2 separate regions of the Mus musculus genome follow, and region 1 is linked to region 2. A link is a contact called in public Micro-C data. All regions are on one chromosome and are shown on one strand. The core of a region is the stretch at or near the end of the contact, and the rest is flanking DNA. Distances in the headings are between cores, read along the strand shown.

Region 1 (6,701 bases), core at 1,669-4,168, 280 kb after region 2:
TAGGCACTACCAAAATGAAGGTTGAGTGTCATGTTGATGATGGTATAAGGGCATGAAGAAGGAAAACCTTCCTTTTTGCTTCATGCCTTACATCCATCCCTGGAGCTCACAAGCCATCAGTGACATATCTAACACAGTACCTCAGACCATAGAAGTATCCAGAAAAGTCATTTCTGGGTCTTCTTTAGTATGTGGGCTATGGGACAGTCAGGTGTGGAATATAACTTCAGCTCTAACCTGACTTCACAGTACAGTGAATGAGGCACTCTTCCTGTCACATTTGATGGAAACTTCTCACCAGGCTATGCTCTAGGTATTTGCTCAACCCAGTTGTAAGCTATGGAGGACATTCTCATTTCTTATTTCTTAGAGATGTCTCCAGTAGGGACCTAAGAAATTACAGAGATATTTACTTCATTTGACCTAGCTCGCACATACTTTCTGAGTACTCAATAAGGATTAAGAAAAGCCCTATATTACTTATTTTTGCTGAACTTGCATAGATGCACAGTGTTCTATAAGGGGCAAATGATAGTCCTAGGCTAACCCAAACCTCTGATTATATTTGCAAATGTGTTTCTTTGAGTGAAAAAAAAATAAGATGTCTCTAGGCTCTGGCCTTCTCAACTGTGAAATAGAAATTGTGCCTTATGAAAGAAAAATTGGTACATAGAACTAGCAATGTATTCCTGGGATATTTCCAGGCACAAGAATAAAATTTTCTTAAGAAGATTGGGACCTATAATATTTCATTGGGCAGGGGAAGAGATGGAAATAAATATGAGGGAATGGCTTAGGTTATTGAAATGAAGACTCTACTGAGCCACTCAGGATGAATTAGTTCAGATGCTCAGGGATGTAGGGAATTAAGTGCAGCAATGAGTGTAGTCTAGTTTTGAAAATAAAAAAAGTACCAAACAGATATTGGCAACTCTCATATTTATAATTTATTTCTTTTTATAAGTGATCTATTTTTAAGCTTTTTGTTACCTTGGAAACACAAAACCTTTTTTTTTTTTTTAACAGCTTCCAAGTAAGGTGTTTTTCTCTTTCTTGCTTCCCCAGGCTCTGGTGATCACTCTTAAACATCCATACTTCACCTACTTCCAAGGAGGTGCTCCTTTCCCTGTGTCGCATCCTTTCACTTCTTGAAGCCCAATGTCTTCACTGTGGCATTTCTCTTCTTTAATGTTATGAGATACATTTATGCTCTTTTCAATGCCTGCCCCCTTTTTACATGCCATTAGCCCCATCCAATAAAACCAACAATTCATACACCTTTTTGTTCAGAATTATACACTTGTCCTTTGTGTGTTGGAGTCCTGCTCTCTACAGATCTGTATTCTTTCTTCTAGTAAAGCCTCTGGAATTTAGAGATATTATCCCAGCATGGCAATAAGGCTAATAATTACATTCTGATGACCTAGAAAAGCAAGCTAACCTGGGATGGAACTGTCATGAAGCTTGAGGAAAAAAAAAAGGAACACTGAAGAAAGGACTATCTCTCTCATTATTTCTCCCTTCAGAACAGAGGAATAAGTGTCCAGTTCTGGCACTTTAGTATTCTGTACAGTTTCTTACTGGATAAATAAACAAGTCAGGTGATAGTAAGGATTTGCTTTAAAGCAGAATGATAAATAATGTAAGTACACTAGGAGCTGTAAGTTATTTCTATACTGGAAAGAAACAAACTGCCATTATTATTATTATTATTATTATTATTATTATTATTATTATTATTATTATTATTTGGCCAACTGGTTGACATTGGTGATGTAGTAAAATGGGTTGGTTGGCTTTTGTTAACCTGAAACAAATCTAAACATCTCAAATGATACTAGAACATCAAAAATGACAAATTTTTCTCCAACAGACTGACTTATGGGGGCATATTTTGATTCTGATTGAGGGCAGTACTATGTCCATTGTGAGTAGTGCCACTCCTGGGCATTCAGTCATGGGAGCTGAGTATGAGCCTCAGAGCAAAGGCACAAGCAGTGTTCCTTTATAATTTCTGCTTCAGTTCCTGCCCCAAATTCCTCCCACAAGGCACTGTGACATGGGTGTATAAGCCAAATAAACCCTTTGTTCCCCAAGTTGCTTTTGTTCATGGGTTTCATCATAGCAATAAAACAAAATAAAACAAGAAAAACAAACCAATCAACCAACAAACCAACAAACAAAAACTAAAACTGGGACACAAGATCACATGTCCTGGGACATGCCATATTCTGTTACACCAGGCCCATTTTATACATCTATGTCTTTTGTGCTCCTTCAGAGTGTCTCCACCTTTTATTTCATGTCATTAAGGAACTCAAAGCTAGTCATTGCTGCACAGAAACAACCTTCTGGAGTTGTAGGCAGGAGGATTGCCAGTTTGAGGCTAGCTCCAACTAATTAATGAATTTGGTACCAGCCTGAGTAATTTGTGAGAGATTATTCTAAAAAGCCAAAACAACATCAAGACAAATAGGCAAACAAACACTAAATCAACTGTGTGTTTCAGCCCACCTTCATCCTTCAAAAATGTATTCAGGTTTCTGTATTTTTGTTTATTTGTATTTGCATTTATTTTTACTATTACTCCTAATACTAATTAGCAAAGTCAAATGACAATAATAGCTAGCCCTAATTTTTACCAACTCTTGTCCTAAGGAATATTGAATTTGTTCAAAACTGAAATGTCTGGGAAGGCCTCTTGCATAGAACAATCCCACACCAGTACAGTCTTCAGGATCTCATTGAGCCAAACAGTTCTGAGAATTTGTCAGGGAGGCCACATATCTCAAAAATAGTCTGCTGTCCCTGTCTTGTCATTTGTAGTGTCAGTGAAACCACTGTGAAAGACTTGGGCTAGTTTATTGGAGGTTCACTGCTTAAGGGTGACTCATCTGCACAGATTATAGGATCAGACAAGTAGCAGAAAAACTCATTTTTTCCCTATTGTAGTCACTGGCTAAATAACAGCAGCAGGACTCTTCATGCTTGTTTAGAAATGATTTAGTTTTAAATCATATCTAGAATGAATGCCTCGAATATGTGAGTACTGTGCTCATAAGAACACATAGTAAAGCAAGCATTTAAACTGAAACTTAATAGAGCTGGCTGGAAAATTTACCATCTGACTCCTTGGTGACTTAGGGACCAGTGAGGACTAACAGGGATGTTCAATGGCCAACTAGAAACCCACTGGAGAAAGCCAGGAAAAATCACATGTTTTCAACCTCTCTAGTTTTTCATTATAGTTTATTATTCTCCCTCCCCACACACACACACCCCCTTTGGTCATATTGCTACTATTCTTAGAGATTAGTGTTACAAAAATTCCAAAGTACATTTTTGCTTTGAATCACAAAAGACTTTTTGGCTCTGATATAAACTTAACATTTTAAGGTTTATTTCTTTCATTTTGTGTATATGAATGCTTGGCCTTCGTGTATGTAGGTGCACCACATGTGTGCCTAATGCCCAGGTAGGTAAGAAGAGGTTATCTGTTCCTCTAGAAATGAGCTTACAGATGATTGTGACACACAATGTGGGTTCTGGAAACTGAAGCCGGGTCTTCTGCAAAAGCAGGAAATGATTGTAACCACTGAGACATCTCTCCATCCCTGGATACAGGGAGAACAAAGGAAAGTAGAGATGCTCAAAACTTTGGTATTTCAAAGATTACTATAAATTCTCTGGCTAAAGGCTGACATTCTATTTGGTCTGTTTAAAGTAAATTAATATGATACTTTAATACATTTGATTATCATTGACCATTTCTTTTTCCTAAAACTTGAAAGACTGTTGATATCTAAGAATAAGTAATGAAAGAATTGTGAATTTCTACACATCACTTTACTGAGTGAGTATATTTTATGTGATGGTAACTGTAGGCAGAAAACAAGGAATATTGAAATTGGTAGGGAACTTGAATTTGAACATCAGCATAAAATCAAAAGAACAGATTTCTTTTATGATTGTTTTTATATCACCTCCACCAATGTTGATGCTTTATATGCAGTCAAATGACAATAAGGCTAAGCATTACCAAGTGGTATACAATCCCAGTTGTTTTGGAGAAGTCATATGAAAGGAGATAAGAGGCAGCCAGCTGCCCCTTTTTGTTAGCCATGGCTGTTTTGGTGAGTTTTATTATTTATTTTTATTGTTCTTTTCCCCCTCAGGAATGAAAATTTCAATGCAGCTTAGTTACAAATTAACAGATTCACTGGCTCCTGGGAGACGACATGACATTGGATCATGTTTTCTGTTTTCAGTGAAGTTTGCTTATTTGTATTTTACAGATGTGGTGATCAAAAAGCAGCGGGAGTGAGACAGAATCATCTTTGTAGAGGTGCAATCAATGTCAGAGCACCAACAAGCCTGCTCTGGATCTGGAAGCCTGGCCACCAGGTCTCCTTGCCCAGCTGAAGAACAATGGATCTGAGCAACTGTCTTAGGCTAATACATAAAATGTGTGAATATTAGTTAGTGTCTGGATTTTTTTCTTTTTCTTTTCCCTTTTTCTTTTAGGCAACGACTTAAAATATAAAATTAAAGTCATGATACATTCAGGTGCTTGGATTCCTTTCACACTAAAGCTCTTTCAGGTCATAGGGATTTGGGGACATATTCCTACTTCAAATATTTTAAAAGTAATTTCATGAAAATATATATATGCCACTTTATGTAGTTACATAAATGTATGCCACTTCTTGTATATATAAAGTTGTATTATTGCTAAGTGAATTATTCCTAGAAAGGATGAAAATAAAAGCTCCATCTTATTTAAGAAGTAAATATGTGAAAGAATTTCTGAATTTCACCAAGGCTATTTTGCAATTCTTTCACAATATGCTAAGCTCAATATCCTGCTTTAACAACATGTACTTGAGTGGTCACATTTTAGGTTTATGGGGGAACAATTGATGTAAAAGAACATAAAGATCTCTGCCAAATGTTTGACATCTGACCTTTAATCATTTGTTGGACTTTACTTTAATAACATGACAACTCTGTATAAAGTATGTGCCCATGCGCGCGCACACACACACACACACACACACACACACACACACAGAGTTGAGGTATCTTTAGATTTAATAGTCAGTAGGAAAGGCCCTCTTTAGCAATCATTCTCCAGGACCTGGCCTGTCACATGTCTCCTGAGGTCAGAGCTACTACAGAAGCAGACCAATTCTGAGGCCCAGAACTGGTGACTTGCTTTTCTGCTCTGGTAGGATATTTAAACAAGCCAAGAATGGTGTGCCTTAAACAAATAAAGATTGAATGTGCGTGTCACAAGATTCCTGGTGAGCCAGGAAACAGATCCAGCCTTGAAGCTGCTTTCTTGATTGCAGGCTCCTAGTCAGAAACCTTGCAGAGCTGTGGCCTGGAAAAGCCCCTCCTCTGCCTTGTTTTGTCTTCCCCAGATGAGAGAGGGTAAAGAAAGTCTGGAAATCTGACCCAACTCAGGCCAATAAAGGGCTTTTGTCTGTGAACCTGACCACAAATGATTCATTAACATCCCACTGAAAAATTTTTGTCAGGATCCCACCCCCATCTTTAGAGAAATAAACAATTTGAAACAAAACTGAAGTCCAAGTGTAATCAATTCCCTCTTCAAAATCCTGCTGTCTACTGCATGTAAAGGTATTTATTTCTCCACGACAAAACAGTTGTTATAGATTTACTTCCATAGGCATGCTCTTAATTAAGTTCACAATCTGTTTTGTCAAAAGTAAAACAGGGGAAAAAAATCTTTCCAAAATGTCTCTAGTTAATATTTAATTAATAGCTAAGTTAGATTAAGAAAAACAAAAACCATACATGCTTCATTTGTATGTCTAATAGATGAATAATCATGCTCCTATCTTAATGCTGAGTAAAGTTATATTTTCATCTATTCCAAAAAAGTTCAACGGAAATTAGTAATTCTGCTTTAGAATTTAATCCTTTTTTCCTTGATGCTAACTAAAGGTAGGTACCAATTTTCGAAGGAAGTATACATTGAATTTCATTTCTGTCATATTCTCCCCTAAGAAGCATTGGTAATGCTTGACCTTTTAATAACTGACTTCAATTTAAATTAGAAAATACCAGTGGCATTAAATTATATTCACCGTTTATTAATATAACATTTAAACTCAAGGAAAATGCCAGATTCAAAATTTCTGACAAGGAAAATTCATCCCAAGCAACCTTTGTCTATGCCCTTTGTAAGAAACACAGCAGTAGCTGAGCCATCTTCTGTGCTGGTGTGCTTCAGTGTCACCAGGAGCACCCATCTCTCTCCTAGAAAGGCTTTCACCAGATTATCTACTTTTATGAGGAGAGAAAAGGCTTCTCTGCATCTCCAACTTAAGGGATAAAATAATACACAACCCCTTTTAAGAGCAGGGGACTCTAGAAATAATCTCTTTCACTGGGAAAGAGTTCTTTGGAGTCATGGTATGATAGCGGTGTGAAATGTCAGTTCTAGATTTTTAACGTGACTTAAATGTACCCTCTGATATCCAGGATTCATCGTCAACTCTGCTTTAATTACCTCTATTCCCTTCTAGGTCCTGTACTTTTGTGGCACTTGGAACAAATAAGACCCACGCGCTGGGATCTGACAGCAGTGTGGCCAAGTGATTGAGACAAGAGGTTGATTGGCAGAATGCTGCCCTGCTCTACACTCAAGCATTCCTTGGAAGCCCGCCCACAGA
Region 2 (6,396 bases), core at 1,091-3,590:
GACAGCTAGGTGAAGAGTAAGTGTGGGGCTGAGATTTTCTATTTCCTATCAACATCTTGGACACAGAGCTATATTTCCTTTACTGGGCATGAGAAACACTTCATTGTTTTCTCCATGGCAAGTGAGAGATCATCTGCCTTCAGCCCCATCACTGTAGAGAGCCCTGCACAATCATCAACCAGGGCGTGGTCACCAGAGTGAAACATCCTCTACTTTCACATGACCTTGGTGTTCTGTAGAAATAATTCTCGAAAGATTAGATATACTGGAAGGAGGATGATGTCACCGAGGAGATGCCTTCAGCTGTTCCCACAAAACCACAGCTGGAGAGGTTATAGGTCCTAGGAGGGTGGGGAATTTATACTCTCTTTATTTTGCTAAGTGGTCAGGTTGTCAAACTGCCTTTTGAATATTTGTGCCTGAACCCATGGATCAGGGCTGTCTCAGTCTTGGTGAGAGAAGCAGTCAAGACATAACTGGTCTAAGTACTGTGGATAAGTGACTGAATGCCCAGCCCTAAGTGAGATATCTGTGTCAACACTCCATCCCCGCACTCAGGACTTGTTCCAAGAGAATAACACCTAGGGCGTGAGGCAGAGTGCTGTGAAATTCTGTCTTTTTCATATGACATGACCACTGCACCCATGAATTCAGAATAGCTGTGGATACCTGCAGATCTATGCAAGATTAAGCCAGTCAACATTCTTGCATGAATGTAGGAGTGACTCATGAGGCACTACCCCTAACTGAAAATTGTATATGTACCAAGATGAGAGAGGGCCCAAGAATTTGGGGGTGGGGTGGAGAAGAGGTGGAGGGTGTAGGCCCATGCCCTGATATTTATATTTATGTGCATATAAGGAACACTAATTAGGCCCATTTGAGAGGTGGGGAGAGAGGGAGGAAGGGAGGAATGAAGGAAGGAAGGAAGGAAGGAAGGAAGGAAGGAAGGAAGGAAGGAAGGAAGGAAGGAAAGACATGAAGTTCGGATGGGGACCTGTTGGAGAGGAAAATGTGTTGGGATAGGGCCTTGAGGGAGTTGGCAGGACAAAATGGAGGTGGGTATGATTAAAAGATATATACATGTATAAAATTTCAATGAATTAATCTAAGGAGCAAAGATCCCAGAGCATCTGAGGAAATGCCTTTTTGAGCAGCCAGAGCATGGTCTAAGCTCACCTACATTGTGTTTTTTTTTCAAGCAGGCTTGACGATTTATGGGTTTAACAAGATTTCTCTGGACATGGAACTGTCTACAAACTAACTTAACACATTAATTCTGTCATGCCATAAGACCCTTAGTGCCCAGGGTGAGGTACAGAAACCCCATGGCTCAGTGAGGTACAGGGGAGGACTAATTAATTAAACAAATATGTCTTAAATATCATCTTAATAATTCTCTGAATGCTTTGTATTGCCCATAATTTGTCTATAGCACAATTACACAGTTCACCAATAAAAAATGGACATATTAGGGTCTGTGATTGTATTATTTTAACTTGGTAAGGCAGACTTAAATACAGCAAATGACCCTGGAACTGGTGTCCTTAGCCGTAGAGTCCTGTTCAGTCCAGGCTCTATAACAAAAACTGTTCCAATAGCCTGTCCTGACCTGTGAGAATTTTAAACATCTTCGGACCGAACTTTTCCTTTCATTGCTTCAAGACACAGATGGCATAGAGAAAACCAAGACATTAAGAGTTCAGTGTTCCCATCTTGGACCCCAGGCTCCTAAGAGTTTGCATATGTAGTAGGTGATTCATCCTAAAATTTTTTGTGTATTTCTATTCCTCTGATTACAGAACAGCTTCTTGTTCAGACATTTTCTAAGGGCATCAAAGGGCAACTAGAAAAATCCAGTGGAAAAAGCATTCGCAGCAGGTTAATTAGTTGCAGAGGAGAAAATAGAAGTGCAGTATTATTTGTTAAGACCACAATAGGAAGTGTGATTGTGGTGTCTGTATATTATTCCATTATTGAAGGAGAGGGTAGTGCTAAGTGACTGAAGTCCTCCTTTGAGGCTTGCTGATCTTCTCTATAAGGAGGCTGCCTCTTACACAGGCAGGACTTAGCAGGTTGCCTGTCAGGACAAGCCCAGAGGTGGCATTACTTGGTGTTTGCTGATCAATGACACTTTGGAGTTCTGAGAACTCAGGCTCAAGGAGTGACTCCGGAAGCTGAGCTGTGTGGTTTTGCCCTGGGATCCTCAGCCCAGCACAGGATTGTGATTTAGTGCCTTGTGACTCAATATCCCCAAAGCTTATTTGCTTTTCCTCAGCCTGCAATGCCCAGAAAGGAGTTGGTGGCAAGTCACAGACCACACCCCAACCTTTCAGTCCTTTTGCTAATTTCTGCTGCTTCACTTCAGAGTCCCAGAACAACAGTGTGATGACTCACCAGCCTTACTTCCTGTAAGTAATCATTTTCCCACGGTGAGTGATGGTTTACTCCCGGGGTTGGGGGTGGGGGTAGGAGGAAGAATGTTGACTTGATTTTTTTTTCCTGTGCCTCATTTCTGCTGACAGAGAGCTAACTTTGAGTACTTTGTCTCCATTTTCATGGTCATCTCCAAAACACAACTTTAAAAATATTTTAATTTGTTAAGCTAACTACCCTGAAGTGTATGTTATCAGTAGGGAACAAGATCATGATAAACCCAATACATAGTTTGTTTTTAAAAATATTTAATGGTGATTTTGTAATTTTCTTACTTAGTTTGGCGTGAAATGACTTCCTGTGGAGGCCAAAGGCTGAAGAGACCCCCATTGCAGCCCCATTCTATGTTGAGAGAGCTGAGACCTGAAGCACCTACATGAGTTGTCTGTTTCTACACAACTAATTGATAACAGATTGATTTGGGCCAGGGACCAGCTAATTTTAGGCTGTGATATTCTATAACCTTATGGATGATAAATAGACCTAAGCTTATCTGTGACTTGTCACAAGGAAACACATAACCATAAAACTTTGTGATGAGAGTATTTCTTTCTTTGGACAGAGGAGAATGGGAGAAATCATGTCTGTTTCATAACACGTGTTGTAAGAATAGGTGGGAAGGTGCTCAGAGTTTAAGCACACAGTAGGTGGTCAGTAGTAACTCTAATTATTACAGAGGACCTGGTAAGGTGTTCTCTGGTTCTCTGGGGCTTCCTTTCACTGGTTTCTGTTCTCCTTTAGGCTGTGGAGTGCTTTCTCCTGCTCAGCAAGGCTCAGTGCTGAATTTCCTGTGACATTTGCATGTGAGTTGTCTCATTTCCCTGAAACCCTGTCACAAGCCCTGGGGTTGCTTCAGAGAAAGATCTGAAACCCCTGTCAGGGAAGTCCCATGGAGAAGTATTGCCTTCCCTTCTGGAGTTTACAGCTCTCTTCCAGATAACTGGCCCTTCCAGCTATGGCTCCAGGCCTCTGATAGGGCAAACGGTGGTGGTAGCCAGGGACTATCCCCAGGCTCTGCTTCTAGCCCTTGATCCTTTTATCATCCCCTTCAGATGACTTCATCTGACTTTTCCCTATTTTGTTCTTTCCCTTTCACCCTCCTCCCTCACCAATGGAAATTTAGAGGGTTCTGAGATTCTTGGGGAACTCTGGGGCTGTATAGCTCTTGTCCTCACTTCCTCTAAACATCACAGGGGATTCCTAAAGCAAATTGATGGCCCAGCACCTCAGCAGGCGCCCTCCCCCAGGATGGAGTTACCACATAGGTGGACTCTTCAAATTCTGTTTTTGAGTTTTAACTGCAACGCACACACACACACACACAGTCACATTCATTCATTTTTGCAGTGTTTTCTGTTATTTATATTTAAATTTTCTGTAATTTAAATGCCATGTGTCACAATAAAATAGTCAATTTAATTAAATGGGTTTATTGAATTATGGTATGTATGCCTGCATCTCTGTGTTTGTATAAGTATTTGTGTGTATGTATTTTTTTATGTGCTTGCACATATGTGGTATGGTTATGTCTGTATGGATATATATATATGTGTGTATGTGATTATATAATACATTGCATATATGGGCATGTTTATGTTTATATGTGATGTGTGTATATAATTGTGTATTCTTTGTGGTGTACATGTATGTATATATGTATATATGTTTATGTGCTATATGTGCATATGTCTATATGTATGCAGTACATATTTATATGTGTGTGTATGGGTGTGTGATATGTATATGTTTGTGTAGACACATGCCTGTATGTTTGTGTAGTTTGTAAATGGACATGCACATATATTTGTATACGTGTGACATATATATACATATATATATATATGTGTGTGTGTGTGTGTGTGTGTGTTCATACATAAACATATATATATAAATGTTTGTGTATGTCTGTGGGTATGTATATATGGGTATATATGAGTGTGTATGGTACATAGATGTGTGTTTATATTTTTGTATCTACATGCCTGTGTAGGATATATATGGATGTATAGGTGTATGTTTTTATATGATGTGCTTGTGTGTATGCTATGTGTATGTGTCATATATATATATGTATGTTTGTATATTTGTGTCTCTGTGTGTATATACCTTTGTGTGTATGTGTATATGTGTTTGTTTCAGGTTTTCCATGTTGTATCACCAGGGAATTTACCTCTTGAGGGTCTGTCACAGCACAATCTGTAGCACGTGAAAAGATACAGCTTTGTGCTAAGTGCTTTGAAATGACATTGAGTAACATTAAATATTGCAAAAGCATAAAGGAGGAAACAGGATCCGAGCTGCAGCTCAGCTGCAGAGTGCTTGCAGAATGTGTATGTATGTGTGTATATGTGTGTGCACATGTGTGTATGCATGTGCCGGTATGTGCTGCTTTGTGTATGTGTGTGCACATATGTGTGTATGGTTATATATGTGTATGTACATATGTGCCTGTGTGTGTGCATGTAAGTGTGTGTGTATGTGTGTATGAATGCATGTGTGTGTGTGTGTGTGTGTGTGTGTGTGTGTGTGACCCGATAAGTTTCATTAGGGCTGTTTACAGGAGGGGCTGTTTACAGGACCCTGTGCACCTTACCAATGAGTGACTACTGAAGAAAATGTGTCTCCTTCCCCATGTTAAATAATATCTTTCTATTAATCCAGAGGGAGGAGTAGAATCCCATGATCCCCACCCCACATGTTAACTGGCCCCATCTTGTGGAAATCATGTCTGAGTAATTATGCTGTTGTGACTTCAGGAGTGTTACAGTTGTGTCATCCCTATCCCCCTTTCTCTTGGTCTTGGGTCTCTTCTCTCATCTTCCACCATGTTCGCTGAGACTAAAAGGGGGTATTGTAAATGTTCCATTTCTCGATGAACATTCAATATTCATCTTATGCTCAGCACTTTAACCAATTAAGAGTCTTTATAGTCACTGTTGACCACTATAAGAAAAAAGCTTCTTTGGCCAGAATTAATAGCAGCACTATTTTATGGGCATAAACACAATTAATTAGAAAGCAATTTGACAGGTATGCCATGTTTAGCAAATTAATAACGGTAGCTTCTCTACTAGGGCCTATAACCATTCCTCAAGTTATGGACTTTTACTGGGTTTATAGTATCAGATGTCAATTCCCTTTTGAGCAGGTTTCAATTCCAATCAGAAGGCGGTTTGTAACTGCCACAACAGACTTTCCACCATTGAACCAAAGAGTACATCTTACCTGGCCAGTTGGTACTATCACAGGGTTCCAAGTAAGTAAGACTATTAAAAACAGTTCTCACTCATTGGCTTGTATAGCACAATGAAAGCTAGCCAGCAGATAGGGAGCTTCCAGCCAAATTACAACTTGATCTGTGTCTTGCAACCAAGTTATGGTATCTTCAGCTACAGGGTCTTTTATATCATTCTCATGGGTAAGCAAGAGCAGAGCTAATTGCCTGCATTATTTGCTGGGTGTGTGTTGGGGGGTGGGTTGGTGGTGGTAAAGGAGAAAGATTGAGGGACTCATGTAGCTCCACCTCTCCCTGAGGATCAAGGCTAATGGTTGCAGGAGAGAGATACCTTCCACTTACTCATGTGAAAACATGTACACACACACACACACACACACACACACACACACACACACACACATGAAAGTAGAAGGAAAAAGAAAGGGGATCAATGGGGAATAGAGGGGAAAACAGTAATGAGATATGAATGTCATCAAAATATATTATATACACATATAAAATAAAAGACTCCAGGATAACTCACTTATTTCACAGATATATACATTATATACACATATAAAATAAAAGACTCCAGGATAACTCGCTTATTTCACAGATATTTATTGAGTGTCTAAATACTGAATGTTTCTGGGCTAATGCACAGAATAACTTTGTTATGTTAAAGATATGAGAGATGTTGGAGGAAACTTAAGTGGTAGGGTTGTGATCATCAAGTGGCTCAG

The links. A called contact is a pair of places that touch in the nucleus more often than the background predicts.
Region 1: a contact with region 2 is called in a Micro-C map of muscle stem cells, with 5 times the contacts expected there. The contact joins two enhancer-like sites. A contact is called at or near these places in 4 of 484 Hi-C or Micro-C datasets (the C2C12 cell line, embryonic fibroblasts, muscle stem cells and 1 more) and 2 of 115 datasets of contacts at active chromatin or transcription factors (bone marrow-derived dendritic cells and pancreatic cancer cells).

The regions. Positions count from the first base shown.
Region 1 is chr10:37,611,228-37,617,928 of GRCm38.p6, forward strand. No RefSeq gene overlaps it. Among named protein-coding and RNA genes, the nearest start is that of Gm31330, 180 kb to the left of the region's middle. Within about 2 kb of position 2,919, at least 18 of the 459 cell types and tissues checked have an H3K27ac peak or open chromatin away from gene starts, as enhancers often do. A contact at or near this core is called in the C2C12 cell line and muscle stem cells, where this site is marked.
Region 2 is chr10:37,335,106-37,341,501 of GRCm38.p6, forward strand. Gm26535 (a long non-coding RNA gene) reads left to right here. Exons shown (of 5, transcript XR_871577.1): 4 at 2,279-2,411; 5 at 2,716-3,843. Among named protein-coding and RNA genes, the nearest start is that of Gm26535, 19 kb to the left of the region's middle. Within about 2 kb of position 2,341, at least 173 of the 459 cell types and tissues checked have an H3K27ac peak or open chromatin away from gene starts, as enhancers often do. A contact at or near this core is called in the C2C12 cell line and muscle stem cells, where this site is marked.